Linked DNA regions of Mus musculus: regions 1, 2, 3, 5, 6 and 7 are each linked to region 4. Evidence: chromatin contacts called from public HiChIP or PLAC-seq, capture Hi-C and promoter capture Hi-C data. All regions are on one chromosome and are shown on one strand. Each heading gives the region's core, a stretch centred on a gene start, on an enhancer-like site or on the middle of the called end of the contact. The rest is flanking DNA. Distances are from core to core; before and after follow the strand shown. Region 1 holds the start of Necap1 (NECAP endocytosis associated 1). Region 2 holds the start of Clec4a1 (C-type lectin domain family 4, member a1). Region 3 holds the start of Foxj2 (forkhead box J2). Region 4 holds the start of Clec4n (C-type lectin domain family 4, member n). Region 5 holds the start of Clec4a3 (C-type lectin domain family 4, member a3). Region 6 holds the start of C3ar1 (complement component 3a receptor 1). Region 7 has its middle 18 kb from the start of Necap1.

Evidence for each region. Promoter capture Hi-C pulls out the DNA fragments that hold promoters and counts their contacts. HiChIP or PLAC-seq counts read pairs in DNA pulled down with a chosen protein or histone mark. Capture Hi-C pulls out chosen DNA fragments and counts their contacts.
Region 1: a contact with region 4 is called in a capture Hi-C map of macrophages, with 10 times the contacts expected there. The contact joins the promoter of Necap1 here to the promoter of Clec4n in region 4. A contact is called at or near these places in 1 of 39 promoter capture datasets (macrophages), 1 of 484 Hi-C or Micro-C datasets (bone marrow-derived macrophages), 5 of 115 datasets of contacts at active chromatin or transcription factors (the HPC-7 cell line, bone marrow-derived macrophages, embryonic stem cells and 2 more) and 3 of 9 other capture datasets (bone marrow-derived macrophages, liver and macrophages).
Region 2: a contact with region 4 is called in a capture Hi-C map of macrophages, with 6 times the contacts expected there. The contact joins the promoter of Clec4a1 here to the promoter of Clec4n in region 4. A contact is called at or near these places in 10 of 39 promoter capture datasets (the C10 cell line, cranial neural crest, embryonic stem cells and 6 more), 3 of 115 datasets of contacts at active chromatin or transcription factors (bone marrow-derived dendritic cells and embryonic stem cells) and 5 of 9 other capture datasets (adipose tissue, bone marrow-derived macrophages, embryonic stem cells and 2 more).
Region 3: a capture Hi-C map of macrophages shows a contact between it and region 4, with 3 times the contacts expected there. The contact joins the promoter of Foxj2 here to the promoter of Clec4n in region 4. A contact is called at or near these places in 4 of 39 promoter capture datasets (the HPC-7 cell line, macrophages and neutrophils), 2 of 115 datasets of contacts at active chromatin or transcription factors (the 230-238 cell line and bone marrow-derived macrophages) and 2 of 9 other capture datasets (liver and macrophages).
Region 5: a promoter capture Hi-C map of macrophages shows a contact between it and region 4, with 8 read pairs. The contact joins the promoter of Clec4a3 here to the promoter of Clec4n in region 4. A contact is called at or near these places in 11 of 39 promoter capture datasets (embryonic stem cells, hippocampal neurons, liver and 4 more), 2 of 115 datasets of contacts at active chromatin or transcription factors (bone marrow-derived dendritic cells and bone marrow-derived macrophages) and 2 of 9 other capture datasets (adipose tissue and liver).
Region 6: a contact with region 4 is called in a capture Hi-C map of bone marrow-derived macrophages, with 7 times the contacts expected there. The contact joins the promoter of C3ar1 here to the promoter of Clec4n in region 4. A contact is called at or near these places in 2 of 39 promoter capture datasets (macrophages and neural stem cells), 1 of 115 datasets of contacts at active chromatin or transcription factors (bone marrow-derived macrophages) and 3 of 9 other capture datasets (bone marrow-derived macrophages, macrophages and pancreatic islet).
Region 7: an H3K4me3 HiChIP or PLAC-seq map of bone marrow-derived macrophages shows a contact between it and region 4, with 5 times the contacts expected there. The contact joins the enhancer-like site here to the promoter of Clec4n in region 4. A contact is called at or near these places in 2 of 39 promoter capture datasets (embryonic stem cells and macrophages), 1 of 15 datasets of contacts at CTCF or cohesin (large pre-B cells), 7 of 484 Hi-C or Micro-C datasets (LSK cells, bone marrow-derived macrophages, embryonic stem cells and 2 more), 3 of 115 datasets of contacts at active chromatin or transcription factors (bone marrow-derived dendritic cells, bone marrow-derived macrophages and embryonic stem cells) and 2 of 9 other capture datasets (embryonic stem cells and macrophages).

What each region holds. Positions count from the first base shown.
Region 1 is chr6:122,873,165-122,875,864 of GRCm38.p6, forward strand. Necap1 (NECAP endocytosis associated 1) reads left to right here and starts at 1,393. Exons shown (of 8, transcript NM_026267.3): 1 at 1,393-1,499. The coding sequence starts at 1,405.
Region 2 is chr6:122,920,545-122,923,244 of GRCm38.p6, forward strand. Clec4a1 (C-type lectin domain family 4, member a1) reads left to right here and starts at 1,304. Exons shown (of 6, transcript NM_199311.2): 1 at 1,304-1,535. The coding sequence starts at 1,430.
Region 3 is chr6:122,818,831-122,821,530 of GRCm38.p6, forward strand. It overlaps Foxj2 (forkhead box J2), which reads left to right and starts at 1,354. Exons shown (of 11, transcript NM_021899.3): 1 at 1,354-2,140.
Region 4 is chr6:123,228,547-123,231,246 of GRCm38.p6, forward strand. Clec4n (C-type lectin domain family 4, member n) reads left to right here and starts at 1,297. Exons shown (of 6, transcript NM_020001.2): 1 at 1,297-1,497; 2 at 1,958-2,047. The coding sequence starts at 1,473.
Region 5 is chr6:122,951,313-122,954,012 of GRCm38.p6, forward strand. Clec4a3 (C-type lectin domain family 4, member a3) reads left to right here and starts at 1,332. Exons shown (of 6, transcript NM_153197.4): 1 at 1,332-1,637. The coding sequence starts at 1,556.
Region 6 is chr6:122,854,877-122,857,576 of GRCm38.p6, forward strand. C3ar1 (complement component 3a receptor 1) reads right to left here and starts at 1,281. Exons shown (of 2, transcript NM_009779.2): 1 at 1,108-1,281.
Region 7 is chr6:122,891,292-122,893,991 of GRCm38.p6, forward strand. No RefSeq gene overlaps it. Among named protein-coding and RNA genes, the nearest start is that of Necap1, 18 kb to the left of the region's middle. Within about 2 kb of position 1,335, at least 6 of the 459 cell types and tissues checked have an H3K27ac peak or open chromatin away from gene starts, as enhancers often do. A contact at or near this core is called in bone marrow-derived macrophages, where this site is marked.

The DNA of each region.
Region 1 (2,700 bases), core at 143-2,642, 360 kb before region 4:
GATAGAAAAAAAAGTTTTTGGTTGGGGATGTAGCTAAATTGATAGAATGCTTGCCTAGTTCTCACAAAACCCTGGATGTGATCCAAAACACTGAAAAAAAGAAAAGAAAAGAGTGTGGTGACACATGCCTGTAATTCCAGTACTATGGTGGCAGGAGGATTACAAGTTCAAAGTCATTCTTTAGTACATAATGAGATGAGGGCCAGCCTGGACTACATTGAAACTCTGTCTCCAAATAAACAGACATGAACAAACAAAAAGCTAGTGGAACTGTTAAAGGCTACACCCACTTAATATTTGGAGAGTTCTGCTAAATGTCCCTTCAAAGCAGCGTTGGATCAATTTATAGTCCTGGCAACCGTAGCCAGTCTCTACATCCTTACCAGCCAATTAAAGTCTAATTCTTTTTTTTTTTTTTTTTTAAAGATTTATTTATTGGTTATATGTAAGTACACTGTAGCTGTCTTCAAACACTCCAGAAGAGGGAGTCAGATCTCGTTATGGATGGTTGTGAGCCACCATGTGGTTGCTGGGATTTGAACTCCAGACCTTTGGAAGAGCAGTCAGGTGCTCTTACCCACTGAGCCATCTCACCAACCCTAAAGTCTAATTCTTGTTGAACTGGCTTTGCTAGGCAAAGCAGACCAATCAGAAGTAAAAGTCAACCAGTCGATAGAATGCAATGAAAGAGGCTGCTACTGGTGTTTTGGGGGGGACAAGATAAGATCAGACTTGGTTTTGCCACTTGAAGTCAGTGCCATCTAAAACATTTCTAAGTTACACTGTTGTAAGCTTACATTTATTTGCGAGTGCACAAAGAACATATTTGTGGATAGAGCTGTTTAGTACTCATCGTGATGTGTAGCCAGCTGGGCTACTCATGCTGAGGGATGCTAGATAGCATTTAGCACTGTAATCAGTCATTTTAATATGGAGAAGTCACCAACAAAACCTACAAAATTGCAAAAAAACAAAACAACCCCATGGTAGCACTTAATAGATTATGCATTGGACACTTGCTTATGAGAACAGAATGAGAAAGCAGAGATTCATTTTGTCCAACCTCTGTTTTGTTTTCGTATATTCAGTGACTTTTTTTTTTTTTTTTTCTGGTTACCGTTTGAAGGTAGGTAAAAGAGAACTGAATTCTTATTTTTAATTTTTCGCTGGGGAAAGAGCCCAACCCGAGGCCTTGGCAGGCAAGTGCTCTACCACTGAGCCTGTCTTTGCCGTTACTCAAGATGGCGAGCCAGGCGCATCAGCGTTTCCAGATTGTAACAGGTTTTGCGCCGCCTAGAGGTTAACCTCGAAGCTGTACCCGAGCGGAAGTGACGCGAAGGAAGCCGTCGGCGTCTCAGCCCGCCCCCACCCGTGCCCCGCCCCCGCGGCGCTAGCGGAGCCAAGATGGCGGCAGAGCTGGAATATGAGTCCGTGCTGTGTGTGAAGCCCGACGTCAGCGTCTACCGGATTCCGCCGCGGGCCTCCAACCGCGGTTACAGGTACCCAGGGGGATTTGCAGCCGGCGCCCGCCGGGGTGACGGTTGTGTCCTTGGGCAGCAGCCATCGGCTCGAGCCGCTGCCGCCGTAGTTAGCCTGCCACCCGGGCTGCCGGCGGCTCCGTCTACTTTTCTGTTTTGCTGGAACTCTGATTTTGTTTTCTTTTCTTCCTGCCGTCATGCGTCTTTCCACCTCTCCTCCCCATCCCTCCCCCTGAGACATCGTCTGCTCCTCGTCATCCGCAATCCATTCATGCCTGCTCCATCTGTTACTCTTGCTGCGACCTTTGGCTTGTAATCCTCCACGCGCGCGTCCGCACACGCACACGGCACGCTCCCCCCCCTCCCCCCGCGCTTCTGATCCCGCCTGACACTTGTCCGGAATGGTAGTTTTGCTGTCCACTGTTTAGATGATCTATTTTAATTGATACTGTTGTCATTCTCGCCAAGTGTCATCATCCTTTAGTTTTTTTTTTTTTTTGGGGGGGGGGGGCGCAGTAGGCACACGTTAAGATCTTGTATTCCAGTGATGAGCTATTGCGTGTTTTCATTTTGTTTGTGTGTGTGTACCCCTCCCCCCCACACATTGATTATGTAGGGATTTCTGCCTTCCTATCAATCCAGTCACCTCTCTTAGAGCTTTCCCAGAGTCAGTGCAGCATTTTTTTTTTTTTTTTTTTTTTTTTTCCTCTTGTAAGGCCTGACAACCTTGTAATCCAGTGATTGAGGTTTTGGGCTGTTGTAGGATGTTAAGGAGTTCAAAGAGAATTCGCTGGGATTTGTGTTGAAAACTCTTTAGGTCTGAGCCCTCGACACTAAATAGCTGTGTAATTTATGAGCCAATCAATGTTTTTCTTCCCCAGGCCTTAAGGGTTCTCATTTGTAAAACAGGAGAAGTAGCGTGAGAAGACTGTGCACGTCTTGTGTACCTCACAGGTTTTTATTTGTTTTAGAGGTATGTGTATGGGTGTTTTGTCTGTCTGTATGAGTGGGTATGCCTTGTGCTCACAGAGGTCAGAGTGATGTTGTGAGACATCAGATCTCCAGGAACTGGAGTCACTGATGTTGGTGAACCATCATCTGGGTGCTGGCAACTGAACCCCTGTCTTCTGCAGGAGCAACAAGTGTTCTTAACTACTGAGCCATTTCCCCAACCCCTTCACAGGTTTTTTTTTGAGAGTTAAATAAAAGAGTATAGGGTAAC
Region 2 (2,700 bases), core at 54-2,553, 310 kb before region 4:
TGGCACCAGGTACCTGCACAGGCCCCTTGTGTCTCACCATCCATCACTGCCTTCTTGGGTGGCTGCTGGTGAGTTCTCCTGGGGCTGGGCCTCCCTTGGATTGGTGGATGGTTCATTGGTTTATTCTGAGCTAGTTATGTGGATATCTTTTAAACTATTTCACAGCACTCAGTTTAAATGACCTAATGTTTGTTTCTGATCCTTCAGCTATTTTAAGAATGCTGCTGATTTCCTAGCATTTGGCCTTTTTCTCCTCAGGTATCTAATTTTTCTGTGGCTTCTCTTGTCAATTGCAACTTTGCCACATTACTGAAGGAGGGCCTGCTCCTTGCAGCCCACAGCGTCTCGATGCTGTGGTATGTGCGTTGCAGGCATGTATGTGATTGTGTGCGCATCCATGCTTCACAGCCAAGCTTGACAAAGCATATCCTCCTATTCCTGAGTTGTGAAGAACTGTGTTGACTCCGTAGGTAAGACACATAAGGTTTAATCTCCCAGTGCCTTGAGCTTCTCATGTTCCTGAGAAGATATAGAACAAACTTGAGACACTCGGGAGAAATGATCTCAGGGTCTGTGTAGGGAGCATGCATACGGGGCAGTGTGTGTGTGTGCGCGCACACTCTAAAAAGCAGCACATAGCATGAGTGAAGATGGTAGATGACAGCCAGGCACAGTCTGCCAGCCTCCAGAGTCTCCCAGGGAATCTGGAGAAAGCAGAAGAACTGCTAGAAGAGGTGGGAACTCGACACAGCAGAAGACAAAGTCCAGAGCCATCCCAGGGCTTTGGCTTGGTTTTTAGGAGCTCCTCACTCCCAAGATGAAGGAACACAGGTTGCAGACTTTGGAAATCTGCCCTGTCTTACAGTGGTGCACATTCTGAAGAGCCAGAAAGATGCCAAGGTCAAGGACCCTCTTAGAATGGAGAGGTCAGAACTCGGCTGTTTGGCTAGAGTGAATGTTGTTTCTCCCTATAGGCAGCTTTAGCTCATGTTGGTTGCAGAAATCACGTTTGTGTGTGGAAATGCCCAAACTCTGCTGTGGAGTGCTGAGAGCACCGGTTTCAGGGGAAACTTCTCTAATGCCTGGTTCCTCTTTTTCCTTTCCTTGCCACTTTTCTTCCTCTTCCCTGTTCAGGCCACAGTGTCCACAGTGTTTGCATATCCATGACAAATGCGTTTGAAGCTTGCAATTCTGTTTTTTTTTTTTTTTTTTTTTTTTTCTGGTTGTGGGGATCAGCCCTCTGTGGCCCAGAGAGTTCCACCCTGTGGTTTTAAATTTTCATGCTGTACTCTCAGAGGTACTTGCCCATTAAGTGTCTCTGCACCTTATCCTGGATGCTGGATTAATCCTTACCATGTTTATTTCTCGTTTATATTAAGTGTATTAAGACTGACACAGGTTCTCTGAAGAAAGCAGGTCTCTTCTCAATATGGCATTACCAAACATTTATACTGACGTGAACTTCAAAAATCAACCTGTTTCCTCAGGCCTCATCTCAGACTCGTCTTCATGTACCGTCTCAGACTCGTCTTCAGGTAAACCTTCCTGCACCCCCAGAACAGTGAATCATTTTCTGGTGTTCTAAGCTAATGGTGAAATGAAAGAAGGTGTTTACGAACAAGGCCTGCGGGATGTTGGTGCTGGCTGTCTCAGAGGCTGTGGTGTGAGACAGGAGATAATTCAGCAGGTTCAACTGTCTGTCAAGTAGCTTTGAAAGGCTTTGCCTTGTACTGGGCAAAGAAATGAGTTCAGGATACTGTCTTTAGAGAAAGTTTGAGTTCTACTGCATGTTTTTTATGTATGTAAAACGATACTTTACCTGTGAAAATAATGTTATCTATTACTTTGTTTTCTGTTTACTTACCAGCATGTCATAACTTTCAGATATTGATATTTGGGGGATAGTTTTATCTTGAAGGGGAGTTTCAGTGTCCCTTTCTCCACCCATACTGGGGACAGGAAGCAGGGCCTCATCCTTGCTGAGTATAAGTTCTATTGCTAGAGTTACTAGGGTCTATACTATTTCTGAGAGAATTTTATTTAATTTTTAGCTAGCGTGTAAGCCAACCATTTGATTCATTTTGGCATTTTATACAGACATCACTATCCCTTGTGTACATCCCTAACCCTATCCCATTCTCTCTCCTTGCTCTCTTGATCATCCCTTCCTCTTTCTGAAATATTCCTCCCTTCTGCTTTCATGGCACATATCTATTTCTACACACATGTGCGCGCACGCACACACACACACACACACACATACACACACACACACACTCCTCACACAAATGCACACACACACGAATATACATGTGCACACATACATAAATGCATACTCACCCACACACCAACACACTCATATATCTCCACACAAATGCATACACACACACAGAAGCATACACACACACCAGCATACACAATACATGCATTCACACATACATGCACACATACCCACACCCACATAAACAAACACACATACACACCAGCACTCACACATACATACACAAATACATTCACACACACATACACACCACACATCTAAGTTCACCAAGTGTGAAAGCAGCTGTGACATTTGCCTCTTCCTCCCCACTACTCTCTTCTTCTTTCTCCCTTTCTTTTATGCCTCTTCCCCCCTCAGTCTCTGTCAACTCAGAAAATGGTTTCTAATCAAGAGACAGCTAAAAAGATGACATTAGACCA
Region 3 (2,700 bases), core at 104-2,603, 410 kb before region 4:
TGGAATTGCCAGTAAGAATCAAGTGTGATAACACACGGAGAGTGTGAAGCCTTAATGCAGACGTTGTATGTGTAATGTGGTTATATGTACAAGAATGTAAGTAAATGGCAGTAGGCATATATTTAGCCAGAAGACAAATGACATCTCTTTCTACAGGGAGTCATCAAACTGTCATCTTTTTGAGCAATTCAAATATCAAGTGAACAATTTCTTTTGTCTTATCATTTTATAATAGAACACAATTGGAGAAAAGTAAGCCAGAGGGTGATATACCTAAGAGTTTGTACTGGAATAGCATGACTGGGGAGGTAAGAGATGGGCTAACCTGGTTCTATTTCCTGTCCCAGGATGGAGATTATTCTGTAAGAAGTAGAGGGATGTGCTGAGAGCCCATTCTATCTCCCTGTGGCACTCAGGATAACATAGTCTATAGAAATGTCACTTGACTTTAGCACAAAGGTAAAAAAAAATGACATTTTATAAGGGAAATGAATAATCATGCTTTGAACCCTTTGTGTACTAGACCATTTTAAAAAGCAACTCGTAAATCATTTCCTTTGGTGACTGCGACATCCATATTAGTAGGCAGGCCAGAGTATCATAGTCCCTTCTTCACAGGCTATGCTTCCAGAAACTAGGGCCTTGCACAAGTTTGCAGAGCCGAAACTAACACAAGACCCCATTTCCCGATGCTCATTTCTCTATAACAGACTCATTTATCTTTTTATACATCCTCGATCCAATCTTTCACTGACCTCCAGGATAAGAGTAAACTTTAACTTCACGCCCGGCCCTATAACCCTTTATAAGCTGTCTGGAAGAGAAAGAGAGGAGCCATCAAATGCGTTTCTGAGAAAACTGGGAATACTTGTCTTAGGCGTAGACCACAGCACAATGAGAGGTGTGTGTGGCCCTTAGCGTGGACGCTGGCATCGCCAGTGCCCGGGACGGAGGGTCGGCGACCCGTGGGCTGCGGGGCTCCGCGCTCCTCCTTAACCCGCGCCGGGAGGCGGCGGCCGCGGCGGCGGGAGGGGGAGGGGCGCGGAGCGCGGCGCCGAGGCCGGGGAGGAGCCGGGGCCTGCAGCGGAGCTGAGCCGAGCCCGAGCCGAGCCCCGACGCGCTCCGTCCGCCTGCCGGCTCCTGGCTGCCCCGACCGGTCGGAGCCTCAGAGGTGGCAGCGCGGGGAGCCCCACGCTCCGGGAAGCGCGGCGGACGGGGGACGTGACCCGGGAGGCGCTGCCGCCCGGCAGCGGGTGACGGGAGCCCGGACCGCGGCCTCCGGGACCCTGCTGTCCAGGCCGGCCGGCCAGGCGGGCGGGAGCCGGAGTGCGAGGACCCCACCCTCGGGACACCCTGTGCCGGGACCTGCTCCCTCTCCCTTGGGAGGGAGGACCCTCCCTACTCCCCGGACAGCCAGAAGAGATCGCCGCAGGGCACGCGGCTGTCCCTCCCACGGTGGCTCCAGCGGAGACCCCCAGAAGTCGGGAAGGGTAGTGAGACCTGAAGGACCCGGAGTGAGACCTCCCTCACGCCTCAGCGCACTCCAGACAGTTTGGGACTTTTGAGGCAGAGAGAAAGGGAGCCATGCCTGTGGAGTAGGCACCCCGCATCCCACCCGGGACTCACCGCGGAGAGGCGTCCTGATACGCACAAGCCAGGACCCTCCAGGGAACCGCCAGGAATTGGTTCCAGTTTGCTGGAGAGTAGAAGACCTCGCCCCTCAACTTCCGTGCACCTAGACAGTGGACCGGGGCAGAGCCCCTCCACTCAGATCTCCAACTGACAGAAAGAGCCCTCAGCCCCTGAAAGATCCAGTTTGGGGGGGGAGGGGGATTCCCCCAAAGGGGAGGAGACAACTCCTGGCTGGGAGAGGCTCCTCCCCTCCTCCCTAGGGTAGCAGGCAGGGGGTGGGGGGTGTGCCATCTTCCCCAGGTAGGTCCTCCCTCTCCCCCTCCTCCTCCTTCGACTCCTCTTCCTCAGGGGACTCAGTTCCCTGCTCCAGCCTGGGAGGCTCCGCCAGGCACTGGAAGAGTCACTGAGGATGCCACCTGTCACCTGCCTCTGAAGAGGGGAATCCCTGCAACCTCAAACTTCTGTACCAGGTGGTTTCCTCCAGCGGCGGGGGGAGCCTTGGAGACAGGTTAGTGCTTTCCGTTCTGTAGTCTTTAGACACCAGGAGGTGTGGGGAGCGGAAATGGTGGAGCTTAGGGTTCATTCGAAGGGAAGAAGAAAGACCCCTGGGAAATGTCTTCCGATGGAACTTTTGCACTGGAACCCACATGTTGCTTCAGAGACTCTGAGAAATGGCCTTTTAAGATTTTGGAGTCCAAAGGGTTGGGTCATTTGCAGCCCCTAGAGAAGTTGATGCTTTGGACTGAGAACAGACAACAGGTGCGTTTTCAGGACGCCATGGTGTTAGTAACTCAGGACACAGCACAGTCAGAATCCCACAGCACTGTCCATCTTTGGGTCTTGTCCTCTGGTGACTGGACCTGCAGTAAATGACCTGCAGTCGTGGGGGCATTTTATGGATTGTATTGTATCGTCCAGGGCATGCCTAAGTCAGTTTAATATTCAACAGACGTCTTCTTTCCAGTCTATTACAATGACTGCTTGCCTGACTGGCGACAGGTCCCCGCCCACTCTGTCTTGGATACCAGGAGGGAGGCCCCTTTTGACAACCCTACTTCAGGCTGGATA
Region 4 (2,700 bases), core at 47-2,546:
TGGGCTCCTCTTTACTCTCCAATCAAATGACAAGTGAGGCCCCACATGAAAACGGTCCATAAACCAATCAATCAGTTTGTTTCAAGTATCACAATTAGAGATCATACAAAAATAAGGGAAAGGAATATATGGATATATAGGCAAAAATAGGTTCAAGAAAAAAATTAGTTGAGCACACAGCATTAGAAGTGAACCAAACATAGACTCATGGATGAAATCCTGTGGACGGTTACTGAGATCAGTCCCTTCCAAGATAGGAATGAAAAAAGTCCAGAGTGCTCTCAAATCATCAGTGCTGAAGAGAAGGACTCATTTGTTTCAGTAGAGTCTCCACACCTACAGTTGAGAGGGAACTGTAGAGTCAAGATGTGTCACATGCCGGGCAATGGTGGCGCATTCCTTTAATCTCAACACTTGGGAGGCAGAGGCAGGTGGATTTCTGAGTTTGAGGACAGCCTCATCTACAGAGTGTATTCCAGGACAGCCAGGGCTATAGAGAGAAACCCTGTCTTGAAAAACCAAAAAAAAAAAAAAAAAAAAAAAAGAAAAGAAAAGAAAAAAAAGTGTCACACGTGGCAATCTGAATACACAGGTCAAATCTGAATACACAGGGCACACACACCTAAAAAGTCTAGATACCATGAGTCTCATTTGCATATTGACCTACAGTCATCAATGTGATTGCTTATGTGTTGTCAAGATGATAGAGCAGTTATTTACCTTAGTTACAGCTTGTGTGAAAAGAGGAATGTCAAAATGGAGTTAGTACCTTCAAAATGTAGTCACAATAATCATAATTAAAATACCTGCTTGATTCCATTCCAAAAAGTCACAATATAGCAAAATGTACACCACAACACCCTTGTATGTCACAATACCACTTCTGACTAATACTCACATGTCTTGCTTTAATGTATGTATGTATGTATGTATGTATGTATGTATGTATGTATGTATGTATGCATGCACATGTGTACACATGTGTGAAGGGGTGAGGACTTCTAGATATCCAACCCAGGACAAGCAGCTAACCATTCAGCCATTCAGACTTATTGCTTCCTAGAATCCTGTTTGATATATGAGTTAAGCCTCATATCAACTGAATAATCCACATAATGTATTGTAAAGAACATTTAATGTAAATACAGTTTATAGACAAATTTATTTTGAGGTCGGAGATACTTCCACATTAGGAACTGAGAAAGTAATGAGAACATTCTTGACAGAGTTTTTAGGAACAAATTTAGGTATGTTTCTCAATTTCCTCTTTCCCATGTCTTTAAATCAGTGGAGAGCAGTGCAGACTCTCTGACTTCTGGGTTTGCAGCATTGGCCCGCTCTGTGGCATTTAACTCAAGTGTGTGTGGAAGTTGATTCTGAACTCTGGCCTCTTTGACAGAAGCCAGGTCCCTGAGTCGTATTTTGGAGACAGATGCAAGAAACCCCTGACCTTCTGAACATACACCTCAACAATGGTGCAGGAAAGACAATCCCAAGGTGAGGTGAGAATTCCTGTCTCAGTCAAAGGAGACAATAGGAATACGTACTGTGATGAGGATCTACCTGGGACAAGTGGCAGGCTGAAGTGGTGAAGTAGATCAAGACAGCAGAGTCCCAGGGATGTGTCAGAAGTATAATATCTCAGAGCCAGAAGCCCTCAAAACAACAAGAAACCAAATTATTGAAGGGGGTGTGAAATGTGACAACAAGAAGAAAGTATAAGGTCATGGAAATTGCAGGTGCCTGAGGGTGAAATATTTCTAGATTGTGAGTGTGTGTGTGTGTGTGTGTGTGTGTGTGTGTGTGTGTGTGCTTAAGAGCTGACTTGGTCATATTATAGGGCTGTGACAGCTTTTTCCTACTTTAAGTTCATAATTATTCTGAGCATTTTGTCTGGTTATTAACTGATCTAAGGTTTTTGGTCCTGTGGTGAGTACATCTGATTGCTATCTGACAGGGAAGGGAGTCTGCTGGACCCTGAGACTCTGGTCAGCTGCTGTGATTTCCATGTTACTCTTGAGTACCTGTTTCATTGCGAGCTGTGTGGGTAAGTTCTTCATTGACTGGTGTCTCTTTTGGGGCACTGTCTAGTCTCTGTTCCACAGAGACTCCAAGGGACACTTTTGTTTTGTTTTGGCTTTTCAAGACAGAGTTTTTCTGTGTAACAAGCCTTGGCTGTCCTGGAATTCTCTCCATAGATCAGGATGGCCCTGAACTCAAAGAGATCCTCCTACCTCTGCCTCTTAAGTGCTGGGATTGAAGGCATATGCTACCACCAGCCTGGAGTTGTTATTTTAATCCCATTATCTGGTCTGACTTCACAGGTAATGCCATGTTTTTCTTGACTTCTCTTCTTTGTTCCTTTTCTTTTTTTTCCCCCATCTTTTGACTAATGAGATATGTAAGGTTTCTTCACCAGCTTTGTTAGCTCATACTATTTACAACCATTGTCTGTGACAGTGCCTTCCAGCACTGGGTTCACCAGTAATCACAGTCTCTTCTCACATCTCTATATTGGGAGTGCAAGTCCAGTTGATTTCATAATGTCGACAGCTTAGAGTCTGATTTATATGGGATTTTCCTTTCTCAATAGAAGAGTAAAAAGTCACCAAATGAGATAGTGATGATTGAGGAAATAAAATATCTCTGTCCTGTTTCATCTGCTCAGAATCCGTGTGTGAAGTCTATTATGTGAGAAGT
Region 5 (2,700 bases), core at 82-2,581, 280 kb before region 4:
CGGTCCTGACCACCATATTAAAACAGAGGAGTGTGATGCATGTTCAATTGCTCTGTGGCCTTGGCTCCAGAATGACGAAGCATCACTACAGTCATCCGTATGCAGATCCTAAGCACAAATAAACTGTGATTGAGAAATAAGTGCTTGCTGCTATAAGCCAGCTGGGTACGGGACTGTGGATGACACAGTGTAGTTAGCTCACAATGTGAATTTTTCCCCTAGGGAGATAGCGGCAATTTTAGAACTCACTTTTGCATAAGGAGCTTGAAGGATGGTCTCTGGGAGCGAGCAATTACAGGCGAGAGGGTATGTGTCCATGAATCACTGCGTCCCGGAACCTCGTACAGAGAACTACGAATTTTCTTGCCCTTCTTCTATCCTTTAAAAATGTGATTTTTCTCTTTGCTTACTAAATAATTCAATTTCAGTCAGGGCAGGTGTCCATAGTAGGATGCGATGATCTGACTGTGCAGAGGGCTGGCTTGATGGCAGAACTGAAGCCCTAAGCGGTGAGGGGAATATTGGCATGCTGATGAGAAAGCGCATGGCCTTGGGGGTGGGTCCACAAACCTGAGAGGTGAGGAGGGCAGCTGTGTCTGACAGCGGGCAGGTGAGGAGTCTGAACTCAAATAGGGTGAGGCAGGCACCCATGCTTGGGGCACTTCTCACAGGAAGTCAGAACCCCAAACGAGTGAGCAGAGGGTCCTCAAGGAGCAGCGTGGGATGATACCTTGGCATTTGGGAGGATGGGGACCGTGCATAGTTTTGGCTCCAAATCAGGCTGAGATTCCGAGACTAAACCGGATGGCTGGACCTTTCTCACAAACCAGGCATGGGTTTCAGGAGCTAGGCGAGGCACAGGATGTGACTGACAGTGGAGAATACAAGCTGGAAACTCAGCGACTTTCAAGATAAAGAGAGAATCCTTGCTAGGATGTGGAGGAAATGGCCTGTCAGAACCCAGGCAGGTTAAAGAGAGTGCCCATGCATAAGGCAGTGCTGGAACGGTTTCCAGAGACTGAGAAGGGTGAAGAGACTGTCCCTGCGTGGTGCCACAGTCTAGGGTGTGTACTAGGTGCCTTTGGGATGAAGAATGCTTCTGTCCGTGACAGGGACTTGAGTGTGGTGCTAGAGACTCAGGAAGACCCACTGGCAGCTCTTCAGAGATCACGAGTAGAACTTGGCACATGCTGGGTAAAGGAGGCCTGATTGCGGAGGGTGCCTCAGGGTGAGTGTCAGAATCTCAACTCCGTAGGGAGTTTGACTTCTCTAATGCCCTGGTTCCTCTTTTTCATTCCTTCCTGTTTTCTTCTCTCACCCACTGGGTTCTTGGTATAGCTGTAATTCTATGATTGGACGGAATGCATTTTCTGTCCGCGATACTCCCTTTGCAGGCCAGGGGAGTGCTGCAAGCTGAGGGCAGCTGTCTGTTACTGCCTCTCATTTCTAGCTGGTGTCAGGATTATTTGCTGTCACGTTTGTTTCTTGTTCAGGAGATATTTTAAAGACGGGATGACACACATCTTCTGAGGGCAGGGGAAACTTTCATCTCAACATGTTTTCAGAAAACATTTATGTTAACACGAACTTCAAAAATAAAGTTGACTCCTCAGACATCGACACAGACTCTTGGCCAGGTAAGAAAGCATTTTCTGCTGCTCCCAGTTAGTGATTCGGTAAAGGACAAAGACAGATGGTCTTAGATGCGGCTATGCCTGCAGGTCCCTGGAGCCTCAGCCAAGTGTGTTGCCTGTAGACAGACATGGAAGGTCATAGGATTGTACAGTGGAGAAGAGAAAGTGTTGTCTTTACTTTTACCATCTAGAGAAAAATAATACCATACGAGTATATTGTATCTTTTCTACATGTAGATACACATAAATATGTGTACCATATTGTTTCAAAAGTTAGGCTACTGTATAATAATTCCCCACTCTCTATTTGATAACATAGCATAGTTTGTTTGGTATCTAAGTGTTGCATAGCTTCTTTCACTCTTTTCATCCCAGTGATGGAGACTGAAAGCAGGACCTTACACATGGTTGGAAAGTATTGTAACTCTTTTAGAAGTGGTGACTAAAAATGTAGCGATTGTTACCATAAAGGTATACAAAGGTTTACAAATACTTCTTGACTATCACATTCTTTGCAGTTGGAAGTAAGACTTTAAAAGTATAAGATGAAATACTCTGCAGTCATTATAAAACTGATAAAGAAGACATGATGATATTAAAAAAAATGGTTGGATGTTTCACCCCATGTCTGTAGTAGCAAAACTCAGGAGGCTGAGACAGAGGATTGCTATAAGTTTGGGGCCAGCTTGGATTACATAATGAATTCAAGGTCTACCTTGGGAACATACCAAGACTCTGTCTCAGAAATAATACAAAAATTATAAAGGAAAAAATTCACGATTTAATGAAAAAAAAAAAGCCACAAATCAGTATTTATGATGTGCCAATTGCAGAAAATATGAATTTATGTGTGAAAGTTTTAAACGTGTTGGAAAATGAATATCAAATATTGGCGACAATTATCCTCAATGTTAAGAATGAATTATTCTATATTTTGGAATGTTTCTAAAATTAACATGATTGTTTCATATTTACATTCTCTTATTATTTCAAACATCACATTATTAGTGTTTATCAGGCACAGCAACAGAATAGGAAAAAGAAGAGGAAATAACAGAACTCAAGA
Region 6 (2,700 bases), core at 31-2,530, 370 kb before region 4:
AGTGGACATAGCGATTTAAAATAACAGAAGTTGAAAGGAAAACATTCCAATGTAAGAGCAACTGAGTTCCGTGCTGTGAGGAATAGTTTAAATATCACAAATGATCTTCCTTGAAAGCTCACACCCTAAAAGTCATCCAGGACAAGACCACATTACATTTCCCCAAGTTCTGAGCAACCCCCCCCCAAAACCAAACCAAACAAAAACCCTCTATGTTTAAGTTTTTTATAAAGATTTCAGGATTGAGTTGGCCAGAGTAATTAAAAAAAAACCTGAAACTAAAATGTATTTATGATGAGTAAAAATTAGATTTAAATATCAAATAATAATTATGGAATGATAGAACCAGCTATTTTGATAAGGAATAGCTCAAAGAACGGGAGAGTTACAGAGAGCAACAGAAGAAGAATCCACATATGGGCATATATATATGTGTGTGTGTGTGTGTGTGTGTGTGTGTATATATACATAAAAATAAATGTGTGTACATGTGATCAATGATTACAGAAGCAAAACTAAGGGAAGAAAACATGATCTATAATCTAGGGGAATAAATAACATAAATTCATTATTATTTTCAGAATGAAAATATTAAAAGCCAAGATAAATAGAATGTATAGTATTTACATAAAAATAAAAGTAGACATGGAGATAAGACAGGAGAAATAAAAATTTGGGAAAGTTGGGAGGCAGAGACAGGCGGATTTCTGAGTTCAAGGCCAGCCTGGTCTACAAAGTGAGTTCCAGGATAGTCAGGGCTACACAGAGAAACCCTGTCTCGAAAAACAAAAACAAAACAAAACAAAACAAAACAAAACAAAACAAAACAAAACAAAACAAAACAAAAGTTAGGGAAAGAACCAGATATGATTGTGTACAACTTTAATCGCAGGAGAAGGAGATATAGCTCTGTGAGTTTAAGGCTAGCCCAGTCTATGTAGTGAGTTCCCAACCATCCAAGGCTCTATGTAAGACTCTCAAAAAAAAAAAAAAAAAGTTTTAGGGAAAAGAATAGAAGGAAACAGAAGATAAGGAACTTGAAGCCATTGTACATAATCAGCAGGCTAAACCAAGCATGAACTATAAGGCTCATCTATGTTTTCTTACCAAGCACACTGAGATGGAATCCAAAGGCTCCAGGACTGATGATCTGCGAGCCACCAACAAATCCTGTCTGGTCCAGCCAAAATGAAGTAGTGAAGTGCATTGGACGAGTTGCTGAGCACTGACTTTTCCCTGGGTAAAGGGAACTCAGGATCATGACTGCTATCTGACTGCACAGGAAGGGCCTTTCCATGAGTCACCTCTTAAACTTAGCCGGCGTAGATAAGAAAAGCAGAAGGACAGAGGAGGGCGGGTGGAGGAGGCCGATCAGGACACAGATATTTCCTGCAGGAACCTGTCACCTTAGCTACGAGATGCTGAGATGCAGGCAGGCAGAAATTTGAGGCTTGTCTGTGCTACAGAGTGAGGTTTTATTTTTTTCCCTTTAAATTTGCTTTATTTTATCTTTATATCAGTATGTGTGTGCCATATATGGTTGCTCACAGAGGCCAAGAAAGGATGCTAGATTTCTTGGAACTGGAACCTAATGTGGGTGCTGGGATCTGTTTTTAACCTCCGAGCCATCTCTCCAGTCCCATAGAATGGGGTATTTAAAAGATCTATTGATTTTCTTTTATGTGTAGGAGTTCTTCCCCCCCCCCCCATTTGTGTGTACATATATTTGTGCCTGCTACCTATGGAGGCCAGAAAAGGGCATGGGGGGGGGGGTCCCTGGAATTGAAGTTATAGATTTGCCAGTCACTCATTTGGTGCTGGGAACTCAACTATTAAGCCATTTTTCCAGCCTCTACAGAGTGATTTTAAGACCAACTTGAGAAAGTTAGCAAGACCTTATCTCAAGACAAAAAAGTAATAAAAGATCTAGGGATATAGATTGTGGGTGAGCACTTGTCTGCTATGTCCTAGGTCTTGTGGTTAATCCCCAGGTCAGGAAAAAACTGTGTGTGTGTGTGTGTGACGACGGGAGATGGCTATGATCAAGTTAGGTTGAATGCATATGTACTTGTTAAAGAACAAATAACACATTTAAGAACAACAACAAAAAGATGGCTGAGTTGGGAGGTGTAGCATAAATTTTTTGCAACCTACTTTTAATTATAAGGTTCATTCTCTTCTCTAACCTACCACCCAGCAGAGAGAGTGGAAGAAAAGTTATTAGAATATGGTGGAAGTGGGCCTGTTCAGCAATAGTTCTTTGGGGGGGGGTGGGCGCAATCCCCGTCTTCTTTCTCAGCAGTTCAGTCCCATAGCAAACACCAAATACAACTCAGCAGTTGTAGACCAGTCCTATAGGCAGGCAGATGCCACACATGAGCTAGCAGCTTCAATCCAGTCCTCTCCACCAGCAGACACCGGGCATGAATGCCAACTGGTCTGAGGCAAGGCTGCTAAAGTGGCAAGCAGCTGCAGGAACCGAAGTCCTTGGGTGAGTTTCTCTCAATGGCTGCATTACCACGAGTTGAGCTCAACCACGCTATATAAGGTGAATGAAGAATGGGGAGACAGAGCAAACCAAACCAAGGCTCAGTGCTCATGCCCCACTGTCTGTGGAGTCATATTTACATTCTTTCCTCAAGTGTCCTTTCACGTGTCTGCTATATCAAAACTTCCTTTCACCGTCGTCTGCTTCAGGAA
Region 7 (2,700 bases), core at 85-2,584, 340 kb before region 4:
TAAAGGCAGTGGGCACTCTTAGCTGCTGAGCTATCTTTCCAGCCGTTAAAAAAAAAAAACAACTTTGACTAAAATAATATTCTTTTTGACATGTGATGTATGCCTCTGTGTTGGGAGCATTCATCGAAGACTACTCACTTAAGACATGGGTTTAAGCCAACAGAAAGTCTTTTATTAGCCAGCTGGTAACTACACTGGATGTTCAGAATAAGAACACATTCTGGGTTGACATACTACAGTTACCACGAACAGCTAGCCAGAAATGGAACTACAGGAGCCGAAAAGCGAGGTTAGTACATCTAGAGACTTTCCCAGAACTATGGACTTTGAAGGATTCGGTCTTTGTTTTTATTTTGGCAGGTGGTGCTGCCCGTGTGCTGGGTTCCAAGGCCTGAATGGTGCTTCCATCATGGAGTCAGTTGTGCTAAGGTCTGAGGGCCTGTTGTTACATGTGTGTGTGTGTGTGCTTGTGTATGAGAGCACAGAGGCCAAAGGAAGATTTGGGGTACCCTGCTCTGCCACACTCAGGCTTATTCCCTTGAGACAGGGTCTGTCAGTGAACGTGGGGCATGAACATGAGCAGTCCCAACCATCCTCTGTCTCCTTTCTCCTCCATGCTGCGGATGTAGGTGAGTGCCTTGCTTTTCTCCGTGGATGTTGGTGATCCACATTCATGCTGTACAGCCGGTGCTCTGACCTACTGAGCCATGTCCCCGGCCCTGAGATGACAAGATTGGAGAGAAGAGGGTGATGTTTATTTACTTTGTTGCTTTTGTTTGTTAGTTTGTTTTTGAGACAGGGTCTCTATAAATAGTCTTGGCTGTTGTGAAACTCACTATGTAGACCAAGCTGACCTCAAATTCGTAAAAGTTTGAGGATTAAAGCCTGGGATTAAAGGTTTGTTCCACCATGTCCTGCTACTTGTTGCTTGAAGCCTGGGATCTATATAGGCTTGTGTGCCTTCCCCTCCCTCCCTCCCTCCCTCCCTCCCTCATTCCCTCTCTTTCTCCTCCCTTTCCTAATTTCCTTTTAAAAGATACAAGATGAGGACAGAACATAATTATAAAACTGGAGTGAGCTTGTTTTGTTTGCATTTGAGCCAGAAGTAAAATGACTGTCCATTGTGAGCTCATGTTTTGTCTCATTCATCTAATAACAATATCACATTCTCAGAGGTGTTGTAAAAAAGACATACTACTTAGTGTTTTTTGTTTGCTTTTTAGTTTTTTTTTTTTTTTTCTTGTATTTTCTGATGCTATGCTATAGCCAGAAAGAGAAGTCATAGCAACACTTCTTATGGATGTTACATCTGGCCGTGCCTGTCACTGTGTGACCACTAGAGGGGGCCATCTCCCTAGCAATTGGTCTCTAGCATTCGGGACAATTGTAGGACTTGTTTCTTAGACTTGCTAATGAAGGGGACTCCAGAAAGAAAGACACAAAGATCATCTGAGGTCTTTTTTGTTTGTTTATTAGTTTGTTTGTGAGTGTGTGTGTGTTTTAAGACAGAATATCTCTACATAGCACTGGCTATCCTGGTACTCACTATGTAGACTAGGCTGGCTCTGAACTCACACTGATTAGCCTGCTTCTGCCCTTAAGTGTGCCACCACCACCAAGCTTGTTCTGTTTTGTTTTGTTTTTAGAGACAGGGTTTCTTTTTGCAGCCCTGGCTGTCCTGGAACTCAATCTGTAGAGCAGGCTGGCCTTGATTTACCTGCCAGGTGTACACCACCACACTTGGCTGCCTGGGGCCATTTACCCAGAGTTAGAGCTTTTACCCAAGCCAGAGTTTGCTGGGAGTGTAGAAGTAACAGATGCCTAATCAGATTGAAAATAAGGACCAGAATGGCAGTTTCAGACTTTATTCCTTAAGTAAACATTTGATGGGGGATATGCTTACTAATGACCTGTCACAGATCATGTGTAGTAGATTGTTAGTGGCCAGGATCATGGATTTGGGATGAGCTATTATAGCCTTTATATAAAAATTTTCCTGTCACTGGCTTCCAGACAAATTATTCAAGTTTGTTTCAGCTCCCTGGTAGGCAAAATGAGGGCCCTAGGACGTGATAGAGTTGCTGTGACTGTAAAGTGACGACTAGTCAAAGAGACTGTGATTAGTTTCTGTAGGTCTCTCCACCAACTGAAATAACTGAAGTGCACGGATGAGGATCTGGAATGTGAAGGCTCCACATAAGTGCGCACCTCTGCTACTAACCCTGCCGCCCACTCCTGCCCCCATGCGTGCACCTAGCGTTGACCATGTGTGGTCTTATCCAGGCTAGGAAATGGATGGTGAGTGTTAGGGCATGGCACTGTCCTATACCTGAGATAGGTACCCTCTAGGGTGTGGAGTGGAGGAGCCATTAAGTAAGGTAGAAATGGAGAGTAGACGACGCTGGGGAGAGAGAGCGAGCATAGGACAAGCATGGGGAGACTGAGTCAACCGTGAGGCCCACACTCTTGGTTCTGTGATTCCAAGTAGCCTCCTCTGTAGCCTTTGTATTATATATAATGCCCTTCAGAGAGTCAGAAACCCCAAACCAAGTGCAGCCCTGCTGTCTCTCTCTTGGGTCATTAGACCCTTGGCTCTGCATTAGCTCTGTTTTATATCTCAGAGAGAGATGTATCACGGAGCCTCTAAGGCGTTGTGTGGCCATCTGCATTTCACAGATGAGGATATCTAAGCACAGAGAA